2 separate regions of the Bos taurus genome follow, and region 1 is linked to region 2. Evidence: chromatin contacts called from public Hi-C data. All regions are on one chromosome and are shown on one strand. The core of a region is the stretch at or near the end of the contact, and the rest is flanking DNA. Distances in the headings are between cores, read along the strand shown.

Region 1 (6,707 bases), core at 3,883-6,382, 290 kb before region 2:
CTAGTGGTTTTCCCTACTTTCTTCAATTTAAGTCTGAATTTGGCAATAAGGAGTTCATGACTGAGCCACAGTCAGCTCCCGGTCTTGTTTTTGTTGACTGTATAGAGCTTCTCCATCTTTGGCTGCAAAGAATATAATCAATCTGATTTCAGTGTTGACCATCTGGTGATGTCCATGTGTAGAGTCTTCTCTTGTGTTGTTGGAAGAGGATGTTTGCTATGACCAGTGCATTTTCTTGGCAAAACTCTATCTTTGCCCTGCTTCATTCCGTATTCCAAGGCCAAATTTGCCTATCACTCCAGGTGTTTCTTGACTTCCTACTTTTGCATTCCAGTTCGAGACGAGCAACCGCACGTCCAAGGAGCGGTGGCTGCACGGGTGCAGGAGGGCCTAGAGGAGCTATTCCACATTCAAGGTCAGGAGGGGCAGTGGTGTGGAGATACCCCTCGTCCAAGGTAAGGAGCAGCAGCTGTGCTTTGCTGGAGCAGCCGTGAAGAGATACCCCACGTCCAAGGTAAGAGAAACCCAAGTAAGATGGTAGGTGTTGCAAGAGGGCATCAGAGGGCAGGCACACTGAAACCATAATCACAGAAAACTAGTCAGTCTAATCACACTAGGACCACAGCCTTGTCTAACTCAATGAAACTAAGCCATGCCCGTGGGGCCACCCAAAATGGGCGGGTCATGGTGGAGAGGTCTGACAGAATGTGGTCCACTGGAGAAGGGAATGGCAAACCACTTCAGTATTCTTGCCTTGAGAACCCCATGAACAGTATGAAAAGGCAAAATGATAGGATACTGAAAGAGGAACTCCCCAGGTCAGTAGGGGCCCAATATGCTACTGGAGATCAGGGGAGAAATAACTCCAGAAAGAATGAAGGGATGGAGCCAAAGCAAAAACAATGCCCAGTTGTGGATGTGACTGGTGATAGAAGCAAGGTCTGATGCTGTAAAGAGCAATATTGCATAGGAACCTGGAATGTCAGGTCCATGAATCAAGGCAAATTGGAAGTGGTCAAACAGGAGATGGCAAGAGTAAACGTCAACATTCTAGGAATCAGTGAACTAAAATGGACTGGAATGGGTGAATTTAACTCAGATGACCATTATATCTACTACTGTGGGCAGGAATCCCTTAGAAGAAATGGAGTAGCCATCATGGTCAACAAAAGAGTCCGAAATGCAGTACTTGGATGCAATCTCAAAAACGACAGAATGATCTCTGTTCGTTTCCAAGGCAAACCATTCAGTATCACAGTAATCCAAGTCTATGCCTCACTGTAGGCCAGCTTTTTAAAAAATATTTTAATTAAAAAATTTGAAACCGCAATAAGATACACATAATATTTACCATCATAGTATTTTCAAGTGTACATCTCAGAAGTGTTATGGACACTCACATGGTTGTACAGTTAAACTCCAGCTCTTCTTCTCTTGCAAAATTGAAAGTCAATATTCATTGAACAGCAACTATCCATTTCCCCCTCCCTCCAGACCTTGGCAACCACTTCTGTCTTTATGATTCTGACTACTTCCGGTCCTCTAAGTGCAATCATACTGTGTCTCTCTCTTTTGATGGGCTTCATAATGGCCTCAAGGTTCATCCATATTGTCCAGCGTTTGTCAGAATTTGCTTCCTTTTTAAGGCTGTGAAACATAGTCCATTGTGTATACACATCACGCTTTGTCTATCCATCATCTGTCAATGACACAGACACAGGAGATGCTTCCGTCTTTTGACTAATGCTGCTATGGACATGGATGTGCAAATACCTCTTGAAGACTCCGCTTTCAGTTCTTCTAGGTATATAACTAGAAGTGGAATTGTCAAGTCATATGGTAATTCTATATAACTTTTTGAAGGCCTACCATTGTATTTGCACCATTTTATATTCCTATCAGTAGTGCACAGTATTCCCATTTTTGTACATCCTTTTCAACATTTGGTGTTTTTTTTTTTTTTTTTTTTTTTACATAGTAGCCATCCTAATGAGTGGGCAAGCAGTTATATGTGTATAGTTTTAGGCCCTGCTTTTTCCACAGAAAGTGATCTTGAACATTTTTTTTCCATGTCAATAGGTATTTTTTAAAACCTGATTTTTAATGGGTGTCCTATTTAACAGATTTCATAATGTTAACATTTTGTGTCCAGTAATTTTTCAGGTATAAATAATGTTATATAGAATATTCTTATAAAGAAATCTTTGTGTACATCCCTGACATTTTCTTTAGTGGCTCATGTTCTAGAGGCTGAATTCCTGGATAAGAGGGTGTTTTTGATATGTATTGCAAGATTGCTTTTCTGCAAGCCTGCATCAGTTTATATTCTTACCAGCAGTATTAAAGTATCATCTGTGCTGCATATTATCAGACAAAATATTTCAATGTATGATCATAAATACAAGGTCAGAAAGACTATATATATCATTAGATAACAGTGGTCAACTCTCAGAATAGTTCTGGTTTTTCATACAAGTGGTAATGTAAAATGCTAGATGAATTTTTATCATTTGTGTTTTTCAGTTAAGAATGTATTAATGTAAATTTTTATAAAACATTTTAATTTCCTAATGTAAAAAAGAAATGGTTGAAATTATGCACTTATTTCAATATGTATGCTTTTTTGTTTTATTAAACATTTTTTCCTACTTATTATCTTTCTCCTTTTGCGAAATAGCCACTCAACTTATTTGTCTAATTTCTTGAGTTGTTAAAACTTTTAATATATGAATTCACTTCATCATACATGTCAATAATATTTCCCCCTTTTTCTTGTTTATTCTTCAGAAGCTAAAGTTAAATATAGGTAGCTACATTTATTCATCTTTTACTTTATGATTAATTTATCAGCTTTTACAGTTAGAAGGCTTTTCTTCATTCTGAGGTCAGATATTAATCTGCCTATTTTTTATGTGTTATTGTTGTTATTGTATGGGTTTTATGTGTTATTGAGGTCGTGTCCAACTGTTTGTGACCCCACGGACTGCAGCATGCCAGGCTCCCCTGTCCTTCACTATCTCCCGGAGTTTATTCAAATGTATGTCTATTGAGTCAGTGATGCTATCTAACCGTCTCATCTTCTGCCCTCTCCTTCTCTTTTTGCCTTCAACCTTTTCCAGCATCAGGGTTTTTTCCAATGAGTAGACTCTTCACATCAGGTTGCCAAAGTATTGGAGCTTCAGCATCAGTCCTTCCAGTAAATATTCAGGACTGATTTCCTTTGGGATTGACTGGATTGATCTCCTTTCAGTCTAAGGGACTCTCAAGAGTCTTCTCCAGCACCACAGTTTGAAAGCATCAATTCCAGAAAAGATCCCAGAATCAGGATCTTTTCTAAAGGGTCAGTTCTTTGCATCAGGTGGCCAAAGTACTGGAGCTTCAGCTTCAGCATCATTCCTTCTAAAGAGTATTCAGGACTGATTTCCTTTAGGATGGACTGGTATGATCTCCTTGCTGTCCAAGGGGCTCTCAAGAGTCTTCTCCAACACCACAGTTCAAAAGTATCAATTCTTTTGTGCTCAGCCTTCTTTATGGTCCAACCCTCACATCCATACATGACTACTGGAAAAACTATAGCTTTGACTAGATGGACCTTTGTCTGCAAAGTAATGTCTCCGCTTTGGAATATGCTGTCAAGGTTGGTCATAGCTTCCAAGGAGCAAGTGTCTTTAATTTCATGGGTGCAGTCACCATCTGCAGTGACTTTTGGAGCCCAAGAAAATAAAACCTGTTACTGTTTCCATTGTTTGCCCATCTGTTTGCTATGAAGTGATGGGATGGGATGCCATTATCTTCGTTTTCTGAATGTTGAGTTTTAAGCCAGCTTTTTCACTCTCCTCTTTCACTTTCACGAAGAGGCCCTTCAGTTCCTCTTTGCTTTCTGCCATAAGGAAGCAAGTGAAGTCGCTCAGTCGTGTCTGACTCCTTGCGACCCCATGGATAACAGCCTACTAGGCTTCTCCGTCCATGGGATCTTCCAGGCACGAGTACTGGAGTGGGTTGCAATTTCCTTCTCCAGGGGATCTTCCCGACTCGGGGATCGAACCCAGGTCTCCAGCGTTGTAGGCAGACACTTTTACCGTCTGAGCCACCAAGGAAGTCATTCTGCCATAAGGGTGATATCACCTGCATATCTGAGGTTGTTGATGTTTCTCCCAGAAATCTTGATTCCAGCTTGTGATTCATCCAGCCTGGCATTTCACATGATGTACTCTGTATATAAGCTAAATAAGCAGGGTGATAGTATACAGCCTTCAGGTACTCCTTTCCCAATTTGAAACCAGTCCATTGGCCTGGGGACCCAGCGGCAGGGGGCGTGTTCCGGAGAGCCCGTCCCCCTGCAGTCCCTGCCGGGCTCTGATGACCACAGCAGCCTGGATGAACCGGGGGCGCCAAGCAACCGCGCAGTCCTTGCTGGGCTTGGGGCGCAGAGGGCGGTGCCGCGAGCTCGCAAGGCGCCAGGGGGCAGCAGAGGACACGGCGGCGCAGGGCATTCGGGAGCCGAGCGACCGGCACGGAGGTCCGGGTAGCACTGCCACCTTGCTTGATGGCTCTCAACAGATGGCTCTGCTCCCATCTGCTGACTTGACTTGCGGCTCCTCTTCCTATGCCCCACAGTGGTCCGGCGCGAGTTCAGTTAGACCTACTCCATTCCCACAGTCCTCTGCTCAGCCATCCTAAGTAGGATCGGGTTCGGGCCGCCCCGCCCCGGGGCGTTGTCGCCCAGACCTTCTCCCCATGGTCCTCTGCGTGCCCTTCAGGCCTCCTCGTCCGTTGCGGTGTCTCCGAAACCTTCTTCCCAGGGTCCTCTGCGCGGCCGTTGAAGCTCCCTTATGCGTGTTGAGGTCACCCCCACTGTACCGGTTTCTGCCAGACCTTCTTCCCAGGATCCTCTGCGCGGCCGTGCCTATCGCCTTTCGGCGCGTTCAGGCCCTCCGCCCACGTGGTCTCGCCTTGACCTCAGGGTCCTCTGAGTATCGCGCCTAGTGCCCTTCCGCGCTTTCGGACCGCCTCCGCTGGTGTGGTCTCGCCCAAGCTTCTTCCCAGAGTCCTCTGCGCGGCCGTGTCTAGGGCCCTTCCTCCCTCGCGGTCTCGCCCAGACCTTCTTCCCAGGGTTCTCCAAGTGGCCGTGCCCCAGGGAATTTCTGCGCGTTCAGTCTGGACAGACCTCTGTCCGCTCTGCGCTGCTGAGGCGCGTAAGTGGAGTCGCGGCCGGGTGGGAGCTCGCCTCGCGGGTCTCGGCTTAGCGGTCCAGCGTCCAGCGGTGTGTGATAAGCCGTGAGGGCGCCGGGCCGGGCGAGCGGGCGGGCAGCCAGGGCCGGGGCCGCGGGGTCAGTGATGCCCGGGGCGGGGACCGAGGGCGGATCAGCCGACGGGCCCCAGGCGGCAAGCGGCTGCGGCCCGGAAGGCGTTGGGGTTTCGGCGGAGTTTGACAGGTCAGCGCGTAGTCAGCCCTTGTGGCGCTTTCAAACAACCGAGCCGCAATCCACACACGGTGGAATCCCTCTGTCTGAAGAGACCGGCTGCGTGGCTTCGGCGCGTTCGCCGGGCCGGGCCGCGGTCGCCGCTGGTGCGGAGCCTGGGGGTCGCCCAGAGCCCCGCGAGCTAGTTAGCGGACGCGGCTCACCTGGTCCGGCCCGGGTCGGCGCTCTTCGGTGCGCGGCCGCTGGGCGGCGTTTCGTCTAGGGGGGACCTTGCTTTTTCTCCGTTAACTGATGGGCGTTTGGGCTTTTGCGCTTTCTGGTCTCCCAGCCCGTTTAAGGTCTGTTCCTCCCGGGGACTCACAGACCGAGGCACAAACTTCTGAAATCTAAATTCTCCCCCAACCTGGAGCTCCGGGCCCGGGTCAGGCGTTTGGGCGGCCTCGGGTCTGGTTGTTTCGGGAAGGTTTGTACAGTTTTCTGTTCTCAGTACAGCACTCCTGGACCCTTGGCGGTCACGAGCAGAGCAGCCTTCGTGTGCGGGGCTCGCTGGAGACGCCGCCAGGCCGGCCGTCCAGTGTTGGGCACCGGGTGGGCTGGACACGAGCGGACGGATGATGTAGCAGAGCCGGGGGACGGGGGAGCTCATCTCCGAGCAGACCTAGCGCGTCTTCCGTGTTTTGTGTGTTCACGGACCGGTCCCCGAACAGAACCAGCCCTCAGGGCGCCTGGCCGGTGTGCTGGGTGACCCTCGCGCTGTCCCTGCCGAAGTCCGGCAGGCCGCACCTCTGCCAGCTTGTTTCAGACTGTAAACCAGCGGCCTCGTTGTCCTTCAGGCCACAGTTTACGCTTTTTATTCGTGACTCCACTGTTTCTTTAGCACATCTTTAAAAAATTGGAAGATTCTTTAAATTCTGTAATTCTTTACAATTTTCCAGTTTCGCTCGCACGACATCGTGCGCATAAGGTTGTGTGACAACCCTCGTTTTCCCACTACCCCTGCCCTGCCCCTCCATCCTTCCCTCCCGCACTGGCACCACCGCTGAGCTCACTAGTGAGTCCGCTTCTCTTTTGTTGACTAGTTTGTTGTGTTGTTTCAGTTCCACCTGTGAGTGACATCACACGGTGTTCATCGTTCTCACTCTGACTTACTTCACTTAGTATAACGCCCTCCCAAGTCCATCCCTGTCTAGAAGGTCCTCCAAACTTGTTGATGCAGAAAGGCAGGCGTGTTTCCGATGAGCTTTGTTCAGGTGTGAGTTAGGTGCTGTCCACTGTGAGTTCAGT
Region 2 (5,863 bases), core at 2,592-5,091:
ACTCTTCGCGACCCCATGGACTGCAGCCTACCAGGCTCCTCCGTCCATGGGATTTTCCAGGCAAGAGTACCGGAGTGGGGTGCCATCGCCTTCTCCGAATCAGGGTCTATTATTCTCATTTTACACACGGAGAAGCTGGGTCCCAGGTGAGACAGAATTATAAATTCTGCTTTATATTAATCATTGGCCTCCTGGGGTCCATACTTCTTTTTCTAAAAATACTGTATTTACTTTTGGTTGTGCTGGGTCTCCAGTTGCATTGAGCAGGGGGCTACTCTGTTGCGGTGCGTGGGCTTCTCATTGCGGTGGCTTCTCTTGTTGCGGAGCACAGGCTCTAGGCACTCAGGCTTCAAGAGTTGTGGCCCACGGGCTTCAGTTGCTCCAAAGCAGGTGGAATCTTCCAGATCTGGGATGGAACCCATGTCCCTTGCGTTGGCACGCAGATTCTTATCCACTGTACCACCAGAGAAGTCTTGCATACTGTGTTTTAATTTTTGTTGTTGTTGTTTTATGATAGTTCAAACACTCAGAGGGGTCAAAACCCAAAACATCCAGATGAAACTTTCTCTGTCAACCCTATTCTCTCCAACCCCTCCTGGGTCACCTCTTAGCAGTGTGAACTCTAGCCTTTTGATTATGGGTGTTGGGCCCTTTCTGCAGGGGCTCAAGGCACAGCCTGCTGTGACCAGAGGAGCCCAAGGCAAGTGTCGCCCCAGGAGGGGTGTTATTCCTCCCCTGAGCAAGTGTACATTCGGTCTTCTTTCATCTGCAGCCACATGAGTCTATCTTTAGATCCTAAACTCCTTGGAGGCTGGGAGTCTATCTTCTGGGAGGCTGAAGTGTAGGAGTCACAATTACAGGCTCTGGCAAATAGAGAACTGGCATAAAATCTGTGTTGCCAAACCTTGAACAGGTTACCCAGGCTCTCGGAGAGCCTCCATTCTTGTCAACTACAGTAATCACAGGTTTGATCCCTGGGTCGGGAAGATACCCTGAAGAAGGAAATGGCAATCTACTCCAGTATTCTAGTCTGGAGAATCCCAGGGACAAAGGAGCCTGGCAGGCTACAGTCCACAGGGTTGCAAAGAGTCAGACACGACTGAGCGACTGACCGACCAACCAACCTAAGGGTGCCCTGACCCCTAAGGGTGCCCTGACCAACTTCATGGGACTGTGTGAGGACTGGATAAGATGACTCATGTCCTGTGTTTAGCCGAGTCAGGCACAAGGTCTGTAATCTGTAAGAGGAAACTGTTGTCATCCCCACTGCCGGGACCTACTGTGCAAGCCCATAGTAGGACAGACCCAGGCACCTTTTCACACTTAACCCTGACAGAGGCTGAGAGCTCACAGGTGATAGGGTCTGCATGGGGGCTCATTGTTAAGATGGCTCATTATGTCGACCTTGCAAACAAAGAGGAAATCACAGTGATCCTTGAGACTGACCAAATTGCCCAAATGGCACCCTGTTATCTCACTGTGCCTATCTTCTCAAAGCTGCGAGACCACCAGATTCCAGACCTCCAGCTACGTGACCGTCCCTTTGGAGAACTTCTCATTGGTGGGGTATAAGAAGGACTCTGTCAGAAAGGGAGGACGCTGGTTCTCCTTAAGAGTCAGTCACCCTGTCTTTTCCCTCTAATAATTTTCTCTTTTCTTGCCTGACTGCCGGGTTTGCTCTCTTCTTCTCTGCACTTGCCTTACAGCACCTCCTTAAAGGTGAGTTGGCATAGTAGGTCGCCCCAATCCACACACCTGAACGAATCGCTCTTCCTGGGCTAGGATCCGCCTTTCCCCTTTTTGAAACCAGCCTGGCTCTTTGCCATCTCCTGCCAGGTGGCTTTTCTGGGTAGTCGGGCATCTTGAGGCCAACACGGGGCCAACAGCCCATGGCTCCTCTGGGCCTGTTGTGTCTGACGCCCTGTGTTATAGCTGATCCACAGGGAAACTGCCATGTGGCTTTTCTCAGGGCTGACTGACTCAATGGAGGGTCACCCCTGCCCTGGAGCTGCCTAGGGTGAGTGACTCAGGGCCTCTGACGCTGGCCTGGTGCCCAGCCACCTGGACTCTGCCTCTTAGAGGGTATATCCCCGGCCCCTGAGACTCCACTCAGAGGAGGGACTTCCCCGCACCTAGACCGCCCTGGCTTGGAAGGGACATAAGAAATCATCTATCCTGCCTCCCTCATCTCGCAGATGAGAAAGGGAGCTGGGTGATGGGAATACCGAGCTTGTCACAGAAGCGGGATTTGGACCTGGCCTGCCTCCTGTGGTTCCCACCAGCTGTCACAAATCCTCCTCTCCTGGCCTTCCCACCAGGCCTTCTCCTCCTCTCAGGGCCCCCACTCCTGCATCCAGTGGGCGGGCTCCAGGTCCTAAACTCTCTGAGAAGGGCATCCCATGGCTTTTTGGTAGGACAGTTACTTACCCCCTTGGGAGAACACCCCTGTAACCTCGTTTCCAAGAAAGGGCAGAACGATCTCTTGAAGCGGGCGGCCCCCACCGACCTTACTGTCTATAAGTTCAGTTCCGTTCACTCCCTCAGTCGTGTCTGACTCTTTGCGACCCCATGGACTGCAGCACGCCAGGCCTCCCTGTCCATCACCACCTCCTGGAGTTTACTCAAACTCATGTCCATCGAGTTGGTGACGCCATCCATCCATCTCATCCTCTGTCCTCCACTTCTTCAACCTTCAATCTTTCCCAGCATCAGGTGATATCAGGTGATGGTGGTGGTTTAGTTGCTAAGTCGTGTCGGACTCTTGCGACCCCATGGACTGTAGCCTGCCAGGCTCCTCTGTCCATGGGATTCTCTAGGCAAGAATACTGGAGTAGGTTGCCATTTCCTTCTCCAGGAGATCTTCCCAACCCAGGAATCGACCCCAGGTCTCCTGAATTGCAGGCAGATTGTTTACCAACTGAGCTATGAGGGAAGCCCACCCAGCATCAGGGTCTTTTCAAATGGGACAATAAACAACTGCAAAACTGTGTTTACTTTTCTGCTCAAAAAGGCATTCCTTCCCTATCCAACCCAAGTTTCCTCAAGAAACAGAAGTACAGGCCAGCAAGGATGAAGGGATAAATAACCGTCTGGCGGAACAACGGAGCGCAGTCCACGGCTTCAAGGGTTGGAACCCACACCAGCCTGGGCAGCTGGACTTGGCAAGCGGGCTGGGGACAGTGCAGTCTGAAACGGACCGAGGGCAGGGCGAGGAAGAGCGCGCGCCCGGCTGTGCCCGGCGGCGTGAGGCGCCCGCGGCCCGGGGCGGGGTCTGCGGGGTCAGCCACCCCCGCTCTCCCCACCCACGTGGCCTTGCCGCCCAGAACGCCGGGCCCCAACTTCGTGTCAGCAGAGCCCGCCTGGGTGCTCAGCCGGCGCGGTGGGCAGGCTGGGGACCGCGCATCTCTAAGGAGGACCCTGGGGTCTGGGCCCCCCCGCGCCCCCCGCTGTCCTGGAGGAACAGTGAGGGCGGAGGGGGGCTGAGACAGACGCTGAGGGCCAGGGGTCCCTGTGAGACCGACCTCAGATGGGAAAAACGAGGCTCGGAGATCTCTTTCCGTCTCACTCGGACGCCTCTCGAATGGCATTAACCCCCCGTTTGTGGGTGTGGAAACTGAGGCCCAAAGTGGGAGGCCCAGGGGCGGGGGGGGGCGGGGTGGCGCGGGCGGTGGGGCGTCTAGGCCCCGGCCCCCGCCCAGAGGAGCCGGACAACTCCAAGGGCCATCGGCGGCCCGCGCCCACCGCGCCGGCTCCTCAGACCCCTGGGCGCAGGAGGGGCAAGGAGGGGCCGGGCCGGGTGGGGAGGGCGCGGGCACGGGCAGAGGAACTGAAGTGACTCAGGCCGGTGCGCGCAGGCCGGGCCTTTGTTCCCGGACGCCCGGCCTTATTAAAGGCCCAGCGCCCGAGGCAGGCGCGCGCCCTGCGGCCGTCCCCGCCCACCGGCCGCACTTCTGGCGGGGCCGGGCGGGCGGCTAGGGTGGGAGGGGGTCGCTCCTGGGCTCCTGGCTGTGAACAAAAGAGGGGCATCCATCAGGATTCGGGGGTTCATCCAATCGGATCCTCAGGCCATAGGGAGGGCCCCCTCTAGTCATTTCAGTCATCCCTCTGCCTCAGGGCAAGGCTGCACCTAAATCGTCCAGAAGAATTTAAGAAAACCCTTCCCCTGCTTTTGGGGATTCCCCAGGGGCTCAGAGGGTAAAGCATCTGCCGGCAATGCGGGAGACCTGGGTTCAATCCCTGGGTCGGGACGATCCCCTGGAGAAGGAAATGGCAACCCACTCCAGTACTCTTGCCTGGAAAATCCCACGGGTGGAGAAGCCTGGTACATGGGGTCGCAAAGAGTCAGACACGACTGTTATGGGGACTCCTTGCTAGGCACCGCCTCCCCGAGTCTCTCAGCCGTCTGTCCTCTAACCACAGTCCCCACCTTGCAGGGTGACTGGCCCACCCAAGTCAGCACTGGGTCATTTCAACCCCTGTTTCACACCTTTGGTGGGTTTTAGGTCAGCCGAAGCAGACCTGGGAACAGGCTCCCATCCTAGCCTTTGTGAGGCCAGGTTTCACACCAACCCTGCCTTGTCAGTGGATTCCTCAGGGAGAAACACCAAACTGTACCCCACCCCCCAGCGCCCACACCCCAGCTGCCCAAGCTGCTCCTTCGGACTCGAGCGCCACCACGTGGACACGGGGCAACGGTGCCTTGCGGGACCAGAACCTTTCAACATGTCTCCCCGGCTCTGGGCCCTCTTTAGGCTGTGCATCCATATCCAGCGCCATCCTAAATGAATCGCCTCAAAACGCGCCCAGTTCTTTCGAGAGACTGCAGGTTGCCTGCAGCATTCCGTTTGCCCCCTGCCCCCACAGCCCTGCTTGTGACCCTCTCTTTTAGAGTAAGTGGCTTCTTGAGAGTAAAACTTCATCTTAATGTTTCAAAAGCAAATCAAATGTAAATTATGCATCAATAAATTCTAGCTAAAAAGTAATAACAAACAAATGAATTCTTTTGACCGGCCTGTACTCCTGTGTACATACATGCATGTTCACAGACGTGTGTATAATGGGCTGGGTGTGACAGCTGGGGTGTGTGTGCCCGAGCAAGGCTGTGGCTGCAGGGGTCCCCACGAGGTCAAGTTGGAGCAGAACCCAAGAGTGCGAAGCTCCTGTTCCATCTGTGGCGCTCTGCACCCCGCCTTGGGGCCCACATCGTTCTGGGAGGAGAGAGGCCTTTTCCTTGTCCACTCAGCCTCAGAACTCCTCATCCTGTCTTCTGCAATGCTCTCCTCTCAGGGGAAAACAGAGGTGGTAAAGAACCCACCTGCCAATGCAGAAGACTCAGGTTCGATCCCTGGGTTGAGAAGATCCCCTAGAGAAGGGATTAGCAACCCATTCCAGTATTCTTGCCTGGACAATCCCATGGACAGAGGATCCTGGGGGGCTTAGGTCCATGGGGTCACAAAGAGTCAGACACAACTGAAGCAACTTAGCACACCCCTTCCCAGCCTCTCAACCGCTTCCCTTCTGGAGCCTCCTGGGTAAGCCTGTATTTTGTCCCCAACAGCCTGGGAGCCCCAGCCCAGGGAGCAGCCCGCTCGTCAACCTGAACCGTTATGCCACCAAGAAGAGCCTGGCGGAGAGCTTGCTGGACATGGCGCTCTTCATGTCCAACGCTGTGCAGCTGAAAGCGGTGCTAGATCGGGGTCCGTCCTCCTATAACTACTTCGCCCTCGTCACCCTCCTTAGCATCTCTCTGATCCTGCAGGTGGTCATCGGAATCCTCCTCGTGGTCATGGGTGAGGAGCCCGGGCCTGGAGCTGGCCTCGGGGGGTCGGTGGGAAGAAAAGTCCCAAATGCCTCCCTGTCACAC

The links. Hi-C and Micro-C count contacts between places; a contact is called where the count stands out from the background.
Region 1: a contact with region 2 is called in a Hi-C map of skeletal muscle, with 5 times the contacts expected there. A contact is called at or near these places in 3 of 11 Hi-C or Micro-C datasets (liver, skeletal muscle and an unstated tissue).

What each region holds. Positions count from the first base shown.
Region 1 is chr5:107,732,826-107,739,532 of ARS-UCD2.0, reverse strand. RAD52 (RAD52 homolog, DNA repair protein) reads left to right here and starts at 5,132. Exons shown (of 11, transcript NM_001024525.1): 1 at 5,132-5,195.
Region 2 is chr5:107,437,854-107,443,716 of ARS-UCD2.0, reverse strand. NINJ2 (ninjurin 2) reads left to right here. Exons shown (of 4, transcript NM_001428269.1): 2 at 5,558-5,696. Among named protein-coding and RNA genes, the nearest start is that of TRNAE-CUC, 42 kb to the left of the region's middle.